Regions from separate parts of the Cricetulus griseus genome. Here region 2 is linked to region 1. Evidence: chromatin contacts called from public Hi-C data. All regions are on one chromosome and are shown on one strand. The core of a region is the stretch at or near the end of the contact, and the rest is flanking DNA. Distances in the headings are between cores, read along the strand shown.

What was found. A called contact is a pair of places that touch in the nucleus more often than the background predicts.
Region 2: a Hi-C map of the CHO-K1 cell line shows a contact between it and region 1, with 8 times the contacts expected there. The contact joins the enhancer-like site here to the promoter of Klf6 in region 1. A contact is called at or near these places in 3 of 8 Hi-C or Micro-C datasets (the CHO-K1 cell line and fibroblasts).

The regions. Positions count from the first base shown.
Region 1 is chr3:230,517,964-230,523,695 of CriGri-PICRH-1.0, reverse strand. Klf6 (Krueppel-like factor 6) reads right to left here and starts at 3,993. Exons shown (of 4, transcript XM_027405085.2): 1 at 3,667-3,993; 2 at 205-778. The coding sequence starts at 3,870.
Region 2 is chr3:231,110,851-231,117,378 of CriGri-PICRH-1.0, reverse strand. No RefSeq gene overlaps it. Among named protein-coding and RNA genes, the nearest start is that of Pitrm1, 73 kb to the left of the region's middle. Within about 2 kb of position 2,803, at least 2 of the 6 cell types and tissues checked have open chromatin away from gene starts, as enhancers often do. A contact at or near this core is called in the CHO-K1 cell line and fibroblasts, where this site is marked.

The DNA.
Region 1 (5,732 bases), core at 2,744-5,243:
CATTCATCTGATTCAAATGTCCAGTCTTTTAAGATTCTACTCTGAACTCCAAAAAGACCCAATTCCTTGGTGACAGGAATTAAGGAAGTGAGGATTTCCTTGCTTGTGACCACATCCTGAGGAGCCCTGGCTCCCTCCCAGGGCTGGTGCAATTCACTGGCGCCCACCAGGGGCTGACCTCCCAGGCCCCATGAGGGGACTGACCTGTGTGAGTACGTTGATGTGCTTTCAAGTGGGAGCTTTTAGTGTAAACTTTCCTGCAGCCGTTGAAGTGGCATCGATGTACCCTCCTCCTGCCATCTGGGGAGGCATCGCCACTACCCTTGTCACCAGACTTCCCAGAAGTTCCACTTCGAACCTTCCCTGGTGAGGGTAGGTCTCCTGGCCCACAGCCCCATAGTTGAGAAGATTCCCTGTTCACTTCTGGAGAAGAAGGAGGTGTGGAAATGACGGAGGAGCTCAGATTTCCTGAACTGACTAAGACTTCACCAATGGGATCAGAGGTAAATTTGGTCGTGGGTGAAAGTTCCTCAGAACTGTCTGAAGACTCGCTGCTGACATCAGAGTTTAGGCTGTTGGTCTCTAAGTTATAATTAAAGCTGGGGCTGATCAGAGAGTCTTCTGGGGGACTAGAAGAAATCTTCAGTTCTGATTCCTCCTTCTTCTCTCGAGCTAGAATGATTTTGGTCCACAGATCTTCCTGGCTGTCAAATTTTATCTCAGAGGCTGACACGTAGCAGGGCTCACTCTGAAGATAGCGTTCCAACTCCAGGCAGGTCTGTGCAGAATGAACCACAAAAAGGCACGTGATTGTTACGACTACTGAAAGTGGAACTGAAAGCACATAGAAAAAAAAAAAGAAAGAAAGAAAACATGCAACAAAGAACAAATAAATTATTTCTGGGCCACGTACTATGGGCCAAAGTCTTCTGTAATGGGAATCTATTTCCTCATGAATGCTAGAGAAAAGCTGTTTCTAGGAATACGAAGGAAAAGCAGAGGTAAAGCCTCTCTTGGTTTCTTCAGTGTTGGACCAATGGCCACAATGAGTGATGATCACTGGGCCTGTTTTGTTGTTATAGTTACAAGTGTTGACATTGCTAATGAGGATCCTGGTAAACCACACAAAGAAAATCAGCCTTCCACACATCACACCCCCTCCCACCAACCTAACAGGTTTAACCAGATCGTTTGACATTCTCTAGAACCAGGAGCATCACTGAGAGCCCCAGCCATCCACAAGTATTCACACAACAGGACAGAAAGATTGCACAGCACACAGTATGGTCTGAAGACCCCCCCACCCCTTAGGGACACAGCTGACAATATAGGGCTGGCTGTAGTCAGAGAGCAGACAGCAGATCTGTCTGTATTCAGGGACATCAATAGATTGGAAGAGAACCCTCCCATGTCCTGTGTAACTAAGACCTAGGATATATATATATATATATACATATATATCTACGTATATTTTTAAATGTCATTTCCCAAGTACAGGGCTGTGGATACCACCAAACTTTAATGATTTCTTCACTGTGGTCAGAAGGAAACAAGAAACCTCAACAACACAAGTGGAGGAATTCTTCCAGAATGGCCATCTGCTATTGTAAAGGATGGAAAGGGGAAATTACTCCCTGGCCCTTCTGGGAGTCCCACAATGAACAAGGACTTTATCTCCTGGCCAAGAGTACAACAGTATGAGTCATCACTCCTATTTCTTTCACGCAATGCCAAAGGAGACTTCCTTTTGAAATTCTGACCAGCAGCCAAATAAGGACCCGGCTCAAATATACATGCAGTGTGCCATGGACAGGGTGCCCCTTCCCCAGCCCCGCAACCAACCTTTCAAGGAGCTACACAACTGCAGAGATCAGCATCCCCTCTCCCCACCATTTCAAACTTTCTAGCCACTGGAAAAGAAAAATGGTAGGAAACATTTTAGGATTAAATTATGTCGGCCCTGATTTTTCACTAGGCTTGCCTGCATGCCCATATAAGGATGTCTGTGCCGCTGACTATTCCATTCTACAGATAGAAATTTCGAAACCAAACTGCAACAAATTGTTATCAGGGTACAGACCATCTTGAGCACAGCCTACCAGCAAAAGGGCTAATGCTTACTAAACAATGCCTTCTATCACACTATACAGAGATCCTAATCCCTCCCTGTAGATGCTTCACACAGCAAGCAGGCACAAGTCAAAGGGGGGGGGGGTGGAGTGGGGGGTTCTTGTTTTCTCTTTCCCCCCAAAATTCGATGTCTGTTACAGTGCACACAGTATTCTGAATCGAGGTGGTGATACATATTATTGATGTTCCAAAGAAAAGGCGAGCACATTTATGAAGATCTTGTTAAACTTTAATCAACTGGCTAATTTAAAATCTCCATTATGCTGATGAGCAGTGGGGACCTGATCCCAGCTCTCTGGGAGTTTAAAAGGCTCTGAAGGGGACCAGGAGCCAAGTCTGGCTTGTTGCCCAAATCCCAAATGCCTAAAGGAAACTACTAAGATCAATTTCAATCACGTCCCAGGGAGCAGCTTCTTTGAGGAGGAAAAACCAGGAGGGGGAGAAGAAGGCAGGAGAGGATTGTGAACAATTAAGCCGGCATGTGGAGGTTTCAGCCAGCACTTCGCTTTTCATGCGTTTTAAAGGCAGGGAGGTTGTGAAACCCACAGAATATATTTCATCTGCTAATTCACTTGGAGGAAAAAAAAAAAAAAAAGCCAGCCCAGAAGGGTAGAGAGACATCCACCAAACCATCGTTTTAGAGACAATGGTAAAAAGTGTTCGAGACTGTCACGCCATTAAGGGAATCCTAAGACTTAGAATGGGGGGCGGGGGGGGGGGCTTTTATTTCCGTTGCCCCAAATTCTAGTTCCATTAAAATGCCGGAAATCGAGATCTTTTTCTTCCCCAAAGTAAGACCCGAAGCAATTAGGAATGGACTCATTGTCATATGACTGACAAGTCACTTGTGTGCAAACAGCCCCCCCCCCCACACACACCCGCCGCGCAGTCAACAAGAAAAGCAGGTAAGAAAAACAAGGCAGACATTGGCGAATGTAAGAATTTATCCAGAAGGAAAAGAAACTGCAAATGGCCTTGAGTTAAAAAAAAAAAAAGCTGCTGCGTTCCGCAGGCGAAATATTATACTTTAAAACACTGGGTGTACAAACATCAAAACAAAACAAAATCTTTAAATCAAATCTTTTGGCAGTAAAGGCAAGCTCGTTCATATGACAAAGTCCAGCTGTGGAGTTTGGAGCTGGTACAAGCCCCAAACTTGTGCCAACGGCTCCGGTCTGAATTCGGCAGAGAAATCTTGGGTTCCCTCCCCTCAGGTGGATGCCGCTTGGAAGCTCGGAATTAGCAAAAACAGAAAAATAAATAAAGAAATAAAGAAAAACGTTCCGGGAACAAGAGCTCGCCTCCACACAAATGACAACTCTAGTCCTAGCCGCCGAAGGCTCGCTTTACTGTGCCTTCATCATTTCAGGCAACAGAAGGGCATCTTAAGATCATTACTTTATTTTTTTAAATTAGGCAAACGCTAATCATTATTTAAAAGATGCACTTCCAAGCACACACCATCTTGCCTGCGCCTCCGCGAGACTCCCTTCTCGGCGCACCGGGCACGTGAAGAAAAAAAAAATCCGTATTTACCTGTTGCCAATATTCCTCCAGGGACGGCAGAGCCGAGAAGTAGCCCGTTTCGTGAACAATCTGTAGTTCCTGGAAGATGCTACACATTGGGAGCACATCCATGTCGGGTTGGAAAAGACAGTCCTCGCTGTCGGGAAAACAGGGAGGAGAGCGATCAGGAGTCGGAGCAGAAACTGTCCCCGGGAGCGCAGGTGAAAGTTTCATGCAAACTGGATGGCGCTGCAATCGGACGCCGGGTCCGGACCCTCCCGCAGCCCGCAGCGCGCCGAGCCCACGCAATATTTGCAAACAGCGGACTGACTGCAAGCGTAACCCCTGCAAAACTTCCCTATTCAAAGCTCCGCTGCCAGCCTCCCCCCTCCTCCCCCGCTTGGCTCCCCCCACTCCTCCTCCCCCACGTGACCAGCTTGGAGCTCCGCCCCCAGTGATACCCAATCCGGCCGCGCCTGTCCCGGGGGCAGCGCGACGATGATGTCAGCTTGCACCAATCGCCGGTGCGGACACAAGGCGGCCCCGCCTGGCGTGACCGAGCCTCTCCATTACGGGCCTCTCTATTGGTGCAATTCGAACTCGGCCTGAGTTGATTGGGAAGACGACTCGCAGGCTATTTTTAGCAGGGTATAAATGGCGAGGGCTACGAGGCGCCGAAGGAGTCGGCGCTGGGAGGTGCACGGCCGAACGCCGCAAATGTGCGGCCGGAGAATGTGCGGCCGGAGCTGGAGGAACCTGGCCGGGGCAATCCAGCACCTGTCCCCGCCGCCCAGCCGCCCGGTTCCACCTTCTGATCCCGTCACCCGGACCGGGACCCAGCAAAACAAGGGAGCTGATATCTGCCCGGTCCCCTTATTTCACTTCATCCGTCCCTCTGTGCTCGATGCCGGTGTCCCCTGATCCTTCCCTCACCCTCCATTCTGCTTGGTCCCCTGATTTCTCTCTTTGTCCGGAATCCTCTCCATACTCAGAGATACTGAGGTGGCCGGAGTGGGCGCAAACAGGCCCGCGGATCCCTGTGTAGTGATGGGACCGTAGGAACAAACAGCAGGGGAACTTGGTGCACTAGAGTCCCTGTATGGTAATTTCTGTCTGGATCCCTGGGAGGGGGCTGAAGGGATCCCGAGACTCGCTCGTTCTCCAAAATAACCCACACTTGGGAGCACCCAGAAAGAGCCTTACCTGACCCGTGGGTTAGTTACACTCAGATTCTCTGGAATGAATTTTATCTATTGGAAGTTGTAAGCGCAGCTTTTAAGATAGCACCCCAAACAACCCGATTGGGCTTTAGCAAGCTCACACGGATGACCTGGCACCACCCCAAGTTGGATTGCTAGGCATCTCCAGCTTAAAAATGCCCTTGCGCTTGATGCACGGCTCTCATTCTAATATGATACAGATTCTGCTGTATATGGGGTAGAAATCTGTTTATCTTGCGGAAGGCAGGCTCCAAGATGCCTCACCAGGTTAGCAGGCTTTCCCGAGGATGTGTAAACAATTTAAATTAAGCTGAAGCTGACATTAATTTCTGTTCATATAAATTGTCTCCTAAAGCACACCATGATGTTCATTTAAAAAATGAAGACTGAGCAACTATATTTTTGAGTAAAACAACAACAACAGCAAAAACCAATTATGACAACTTCAAAAGTAATACTTAATGAATAGTATCCTTTTAAACATAAACTATGTAAAATAATTTTAGAAGATTTTTCGTATTTAATTTTAGAAGTCTAAACAGATGCATGTACCAGAACTGTAAGCTTATAAGGTTCTTAGGTGGGCATACTTAATGAGTGCTAAGTTGGGAAAAGCTATCTTTCCAAAAAAAGAAGAAGAATGCGTATTGTTTGGAATACATGAAGGTGACCATTGGCCTTCATTCATCCCATTTACCCTAGTGACAAAGAGGCAAACCTGTCCCTCTCTGAGTTATGTGTTTATATTTTGTTTCCAGGAAGGGAATGGAAATGGCTTTAGGACACACATACATAGGGTGAACTAACTTCCCAGCGAAGCCCTTATATGGACCTAGAGCTTTATAATTAGTAGCAAGCTTATGCCTTTGGAATTAA
Region 2 (6,528 bases), core at 1,554-4,053, 590 kb before region 1:
CTGGGTAAGTAGATGTTTGTTTTTGACTCCCCAGGAATAGTGTCCCTGGTATGAAGTTTGGAGCTTATTACCAAGGCTGCCTTTGTTATGTATCTGTATTTTTTTGTTAGTAATTTATTTATTTTTAATCACGTGCGTGTTTGTGTGTTGATATGTGCTTACATGTTGGTATTTGAGTATGTGAGTGTAGTGTGGGAGGAGCTAAGAAGAGTCCATTTGATCCTCTGCAGCAGGAGTTACATACAGCTAGTTGTGAACTGCCTGATGTGGGTGCTGGGAACTGAACCTTGGTCCTCTACAAGAGCCCTGTGGCAGTATGTGCTTTAAACTGTTGATCCATTTCTCCAGTCCAATCTTTTTTTTTTAACATTTTTATTTATTTTAGAAGCACTCTTATTTATGTATCCATCTCCCCATTCCCTTGCCCTCCCATCCTCCCATGCTCCCCACCGACCCCCAACCCACCTCCCACCCACTTCCCAGGGATAGTGAGGCTCTCCATGGGGATCATCAAAATCTGTCATATCATTTCGGGGAGGGCTCAGGTCCTCCTTCTGGTATCTGGGCTGCAATAGTATCCCTCCATAGGGAATGGGCTCCCAAAGTCCATTTGTGCTCTAGGGATAAACACTGTCTCCAGTCCAATCTTTTCTTTCCCTTCCTTCCTTCCTTCCTTCCTTCCTTCCTTCCTTCCTTCCTTCCTGCCCCCCTCCCTCCCTCCCTCCTTCCCTTCTTTCCTTCCCTCCTTTCAAATTTACACCTTGGAGTTTAAAGTCATCCTCAAATAATACATAAGGACCCAGCTCTGGATTCAACACTTTAGTTGATTTGTGTATTCTCAGTTGCTTATTGTTGCTTCCTTTTATGTCCATTAGCTTACAGCTGTGCCTTCTCTCTGCCTTGGTGAGGTCATCACCTGCAGGGCATTTGATGTAAGTCAAGTAATGATACATCCTCTCCTCCAGCAGTTTCTACTTAGTCATCCCTTGTAATTCCACCTTTACTGCAAGGCCTGGGTTCTTCATTTTAGCAACTTTTCTTAATAGTCTTAATCTGCTGTCAGGTCAATAACATGTTCCTTTGCTTTCATGATAAACAAAATCTTTTATTGAACAAAGCCTCATGAAGTGTGGGTCTCAAAGCACTTAAAGGGACTGGAATATTTATCTAACCTTTGCATCCTGTGCATTCAGATGCTCCAAACTAGGCCACTCTCAACCACTTAGCTTGGCAAAGCATTTCACATGAGCTGACCTAGTTCTTAAAGCCTCTCCCTTTCAGGAGCCAAACTTCTAACTTCAAAAGTACTGTGCACTGCAGAGCTAACTTTGGATTACCAAGTGTCTACGTGGCTAACTGTGATACATGCTGAAAACATACTTGCAGATGTTGTTTCTATTCTTGCCTCAGGGGTCAGGCACTTCTTTACCTGTTGGTTCACTCCCATAAGCCAAAACATTGCCTGTAAGAGGGCACTGAAGCATAAATGATGCATAGTCCCTTACTGAGTAAAGAGTCTATGCTCCTCTCCGACCATGGAGATCAGACAAGGACTGGGGTGCTCCACGCTGGAGAATTCTGGAGGTTGGAGTATGGAATTCCTCTTCAGTTTCTGTGAGAGTGAAAACCAAGAGAAATCTCAACACCCTTAATACTTTTGATGGAGCCTGGGTTGTGAAGGGACATATGGGCACATGACAATGCAAGCTCATTCCTAACACTAAGGAGGATATAAGGATGAGACATCACAGTATTAATAATTGCTGCAAAGATTGGATGCCGTGTGTAGCCCAGTTCAGCCAGTCTATGAGCTCAGATGTATGAACTCGGGATGCTGGTATGGAGAGAGGAAGGCCTGGCTGTGGAAAAAACATGGCTTCAGAGACGGCTTGAAGATATCATCAAGACAATGAAGCGACAAAGCAAGAGTCAAGGCCACTTGAGTGGGACTTAACGATTTCTTTAAAGTTCGTCTTGTGATCTTGGAGAGGATGCATGTAATGGAAAGGAACAGGTAAAACAGCTGAAGTAACTTCCTGGGGTGCATAATCTCTCTGGTGAATGACTTTAGTGCTCCCTGTCTCTGGGTGAATTGTGATGACATGATGCACAGACAGAGGGCCGACTGGGTGCTCTCAGCTCTCTGTCTCTGAACTCCAGACCTTAGCACAGTCAGGCCAAATGAAAGGTATAGGATGGTGATTAGGCTGACTGACTTCATTTCTTCATTCTCATTGCTAAATTATCATTCCAGTTAAGGTTTTTCAAAACTTAGACTTCCAGTTGACTGGAATCCAGCAGTCTTGAGCCCACAGAGGCTGTGAAACTGCCTGAGTTCTGGTAGGTTTGATGCACTTTCATTAATAAGAACCATTGCTCTCTACAAAGCAATTTCAAAAGCAACCACCCAGTTTATGTTATAGAGAAATTTAGTTGGTGTCGGATGAAGTTGTTAAAATATTTTGTAAAAGAGTAGGGAATAGGCTGTCACTTTCTTTTTAAAAAAATCAATTTATTGCACACAAATGAGGCCCAGTGGGATGGATAGCACAGTGCACAGTACTGAGAGAGGAAGTAAGCATTCTTTCTCTCTGCAGGAGGCTGGATACACAGGATAGAGGGCTAGTTAGACAGCATGCTAATATACGACAAAGAGGAAAGAGGGTTCAGGAATGGTGCAGTTGATTATACGCTTTCTCTGTAAGCATGAGGACCCAGATTTGATCCTCAGAAGCGTGTAAAAAGCCAGACATTGACCCAGAGAAATGACTCAGTGGTTAAGAATGCATACTGTGCTTGCAGAGGCCTGGAGTTTGGCTTCTAACACCCACGCAGTGTGACTTACAACTGCCTGTAACTCCACCTCTAGAAGAGCTGGCATTCTCTTCTGGTCTCCGTGGGAACCTGAACCATTATGCATATATCTACATACAGCCACACACATACAGTATGCAGTACGTACATAATTAAAAACAAAACACATTAAAAAAGGCCGGAGGTCATGGAATGTGCTAGTGATTTCAGCCATGGGCAGACAGTGACAGACAGGTCTGCTAGCTGAATGGATAAGCTTCAGGATGAGAGACGTTGTCTCAGAAAGATGGACAGCACTGTTCTCTGGCTTCCACAAGCACATTCTCCCCTCTCAACACTCACACACAAAAGAAAAATGAGAGGCATTGCAGTGCTATAAAGTAGAACAGGTAATGTGTGCCACTTGTTTATTTGTTGGTTTGGTACTGGGAATGCAACCCAAGGATCCAAAGCATTGGAGGCATACTGACTGACACCCCAGTTCATTTTCAACTATTTTAATTCAGCCATTAAATTATCAACTGTACAAAAGGCCCCTGCTTTATAAATAACATCCATATGTACATATTGGATGCAATTAGTGTATATATATATTATGTATTAGGATATATATCAACATACACATACATATATATGTACGAGAGAGAGAGAGAGAGAGAGAGAGAGAGAGAGAGAGAGAGAGAGAGAGAGAGAGAGAGAGAGAGAGAAAGAGAGAGGGCACATATGACAAAGGCTTTTTGAACAGTGATGGGGTAGTAATAAATTTTACAATAATTCAATCATCATTTGACCTTTCTGGTGTAAAAAAAATTCTTTTTGTTCATGTTGATGTCCGAGAAATTCAATAAATAAAGTTCAGAGAGGCTTGATTCCCGTGGTTTGCTGGGAGCAATGGCATTGGCCGTATTGTTTTTTACCCTGCAGCAGCAATGGTCACAGAGTGGGGTGCGTTTCTGAGACTGGCTGGCCCTCCTCCAGCTTTTTCTTTCTGAGAAGCAGAAGAGTGGACAGGTCTGATGTAGCTGAGGCTGGTTGTGTGCAGTTTCAGAATGTTATCAGACTGCTACCTAAAGTTTGCAGAAGACAGAAACGGTCACTCACATGTTTGAAGAGTTTGCTTCCCTGGTCACAACACTCCACTCTCAGCTGACTCCAAGACTACGTCTACCATTTTTCCTTTAGTCTTCATTATCAGAGACCCAAATGTAAAGGTTACACTCAGTCATCTTCCATAGAGTTGTGTAGTTGCATGAAATGCTAAGTGTACCAAATTGTTTTCATTCTGATCAAGAGTGAGTGAGTCAAGCTGGAAATGTAGCTCTGCGATAGAATGCTTGCTTAGCATGTGCATGTCTGAGTTCCATACCCAGCACTGCAAAAGATGTGCATATATAAGTGGTTTATGGAAATGTTCTCAGGGTCCTCTTTTTGTTCCATGAAAAGTTCTGTGGCTGTGTTAATGTGGACATCTTTGATTTAACAATGATCACTCTCCTCATCAAAGAATTATTGTGTGAAATGATGAGATCCATGGGTCCATCCCTGCCTCAGATCTCAGAGATTTTCTAATATGGTGGACTAGCACTTCCAAAGCCAGCCATAGCTTATGAATCCCAGCACAGAAAGGATGCTACTTCATGCTCAGATGTAGCTACATCTGGACAGTGCAAGGCACTAGCTTCTGGACTTCACCACAAAGAGACATGGACTTGCCAGGGACAGCTATGAAGGTTCAGGGCTGCTCAAGTCAGTTAGGGTATAGAGGGGAGGCCATGAAGACAGCTAGCTGCCTTGGGCCACATTGTCCTAGAATTCTAAAGCCCACTTTGTTTGAAATGAGTTGTTTTAATGTAGAGTCTCTCCAATGTGTTTATGGAGCCACCCAAAAATCAATATGTCCGTGTTTCCTCCTTCTCCTCCTCTTCCTCCTTTTGCTTTTTTCATATCCTATGGTATTAGATTAGACCCCGATTTTAGAGAGAAACTTATAGATGTCATACAGACCATCAGTGGTGCCAGAAGGAGTCCTTTCTCAATATTTGTAAAGTTGTGAGTTGTAAAATTGCTTTATCGGACATTTGTGAACACTGAGGAAGAAGGACGAGGAGGGAGAGGGAGGGAAGGATGGAGGAAGGGAGGATATGGAGAAAATGAGGGAAGGAGAGAGGGAAGAAAGGGAGAAGGAAAGAGTAAAGGGAAAAAGGGAGTGAGGGAGGGAGAAGGGGTGAGTCAGCAACTAGAACAGATAAATTTTAAATGTGATACATGTGATAAAGTATAGAATAACCTATTTTGTATAATTGTATATATATGTATTATGTTCTAAACATCTAAATGTGCCCCACACCCAACTTTACCCTATAAATAAGACATTATTAAATCACAAAGTTTTAAAAACATTTCGAAAATATGTGTTATGCATTAAGGCTTATATAGATGCATGTGTGTACCTATATGTGGAGATCAGTCTAGGTGTCCATCCTCAGCCACTCTCCATGTTGCTATTTGAGGTAAGAATTCTCACAGAAACCTGGAGTTTGCAGAGCAGGCTAGACCAGCTACAGCAAGCTCCAGACACCCTCCAGGTTTCCACCTTTCCACTGCTGGCATTATAGGTAAATGCCACCATGCCCAGCTTTTTATGTAGCTTCTGGGGGTTAAACTCTGGTTACCATGCTTGGAAGATGAATGTTTCATTAGCTGAGCCATCCTAGACTTTCAGTACTTTTTCTAGTGCTAAATAACTTATTCACTAACAGAAACTGTGTTTTCAATAAGATTGTTCTCAATAAGCATGACCACTATTTCTTTTTTTCCATCCAGCGAGCATCATCCTTTATAAGAAGGCACAGAGCTTTGTGCAGTTTTATTCTAAATATGATGAAGGGGTCAACAGAGCAGAGAAAGGGAAGGCAAGCCAGGTGCTGGAGGAAGTAGATATGAGATTCTTGTTCCTCTGTTTCATTTCATGACTGAGCATCTGCAGCAGTGAAGGTATGACCTTTTTAGCTTTAGAGCCTGCTTTCCCTTTATTAGGTTAAATTGTCAGTTCTCAATATATCCATTCTCATGATGTTCTGCAAATCTATTCTTATTTTTATTTTAAGAGAGGACTTATTTCCCAATGTATTTGCTTGACACAAGCCTTTGAGTAGGGCAGTTTGCAAAGATTTGTTCTCACTGATTTCTTTCACCAGAGAGCAACTAGCAGTCTGGAGAATGTTTAATGCAGCCGTGACTCAGCTCTTATTTTGCTGTGGTTTCTGTTCAGGGACCTGCTAGGGTATCTATTTTTTTTTCCTTCATAGAAACCAAGGAGTGTTTTGGGGAAAATAACATGGGTAGGTGTGGTCCGTGGACTCAGAGATCTACCAACACCCATTTTAGTTTAGGAACATTGAAAACATTTTCACTTCCCACTGTTCAGTGTTGAGTTTGAAAATTAGAATCTTGTGGGTGGAATAGTGCTTTCTTATTTGCCTTCTCATCTTTGCATAGATGAGCCCCAGAGTAAAATACTCCAGAAAACAGAGCTCCATAAAACATGTATTTGAATTCTGAACTTTGGGAAGGATGCTGTTTCTGAGTGGATAGAAAGGAGTGATGATGGAAGTCATCAGTTACTTGATTGAGTGCAATTTCCCAAAAAGAGTGAATCTGACTTAATTTGGCTAAAATATAATGTTTGCTTTGAAACTTCAGAAACAGAAGTAT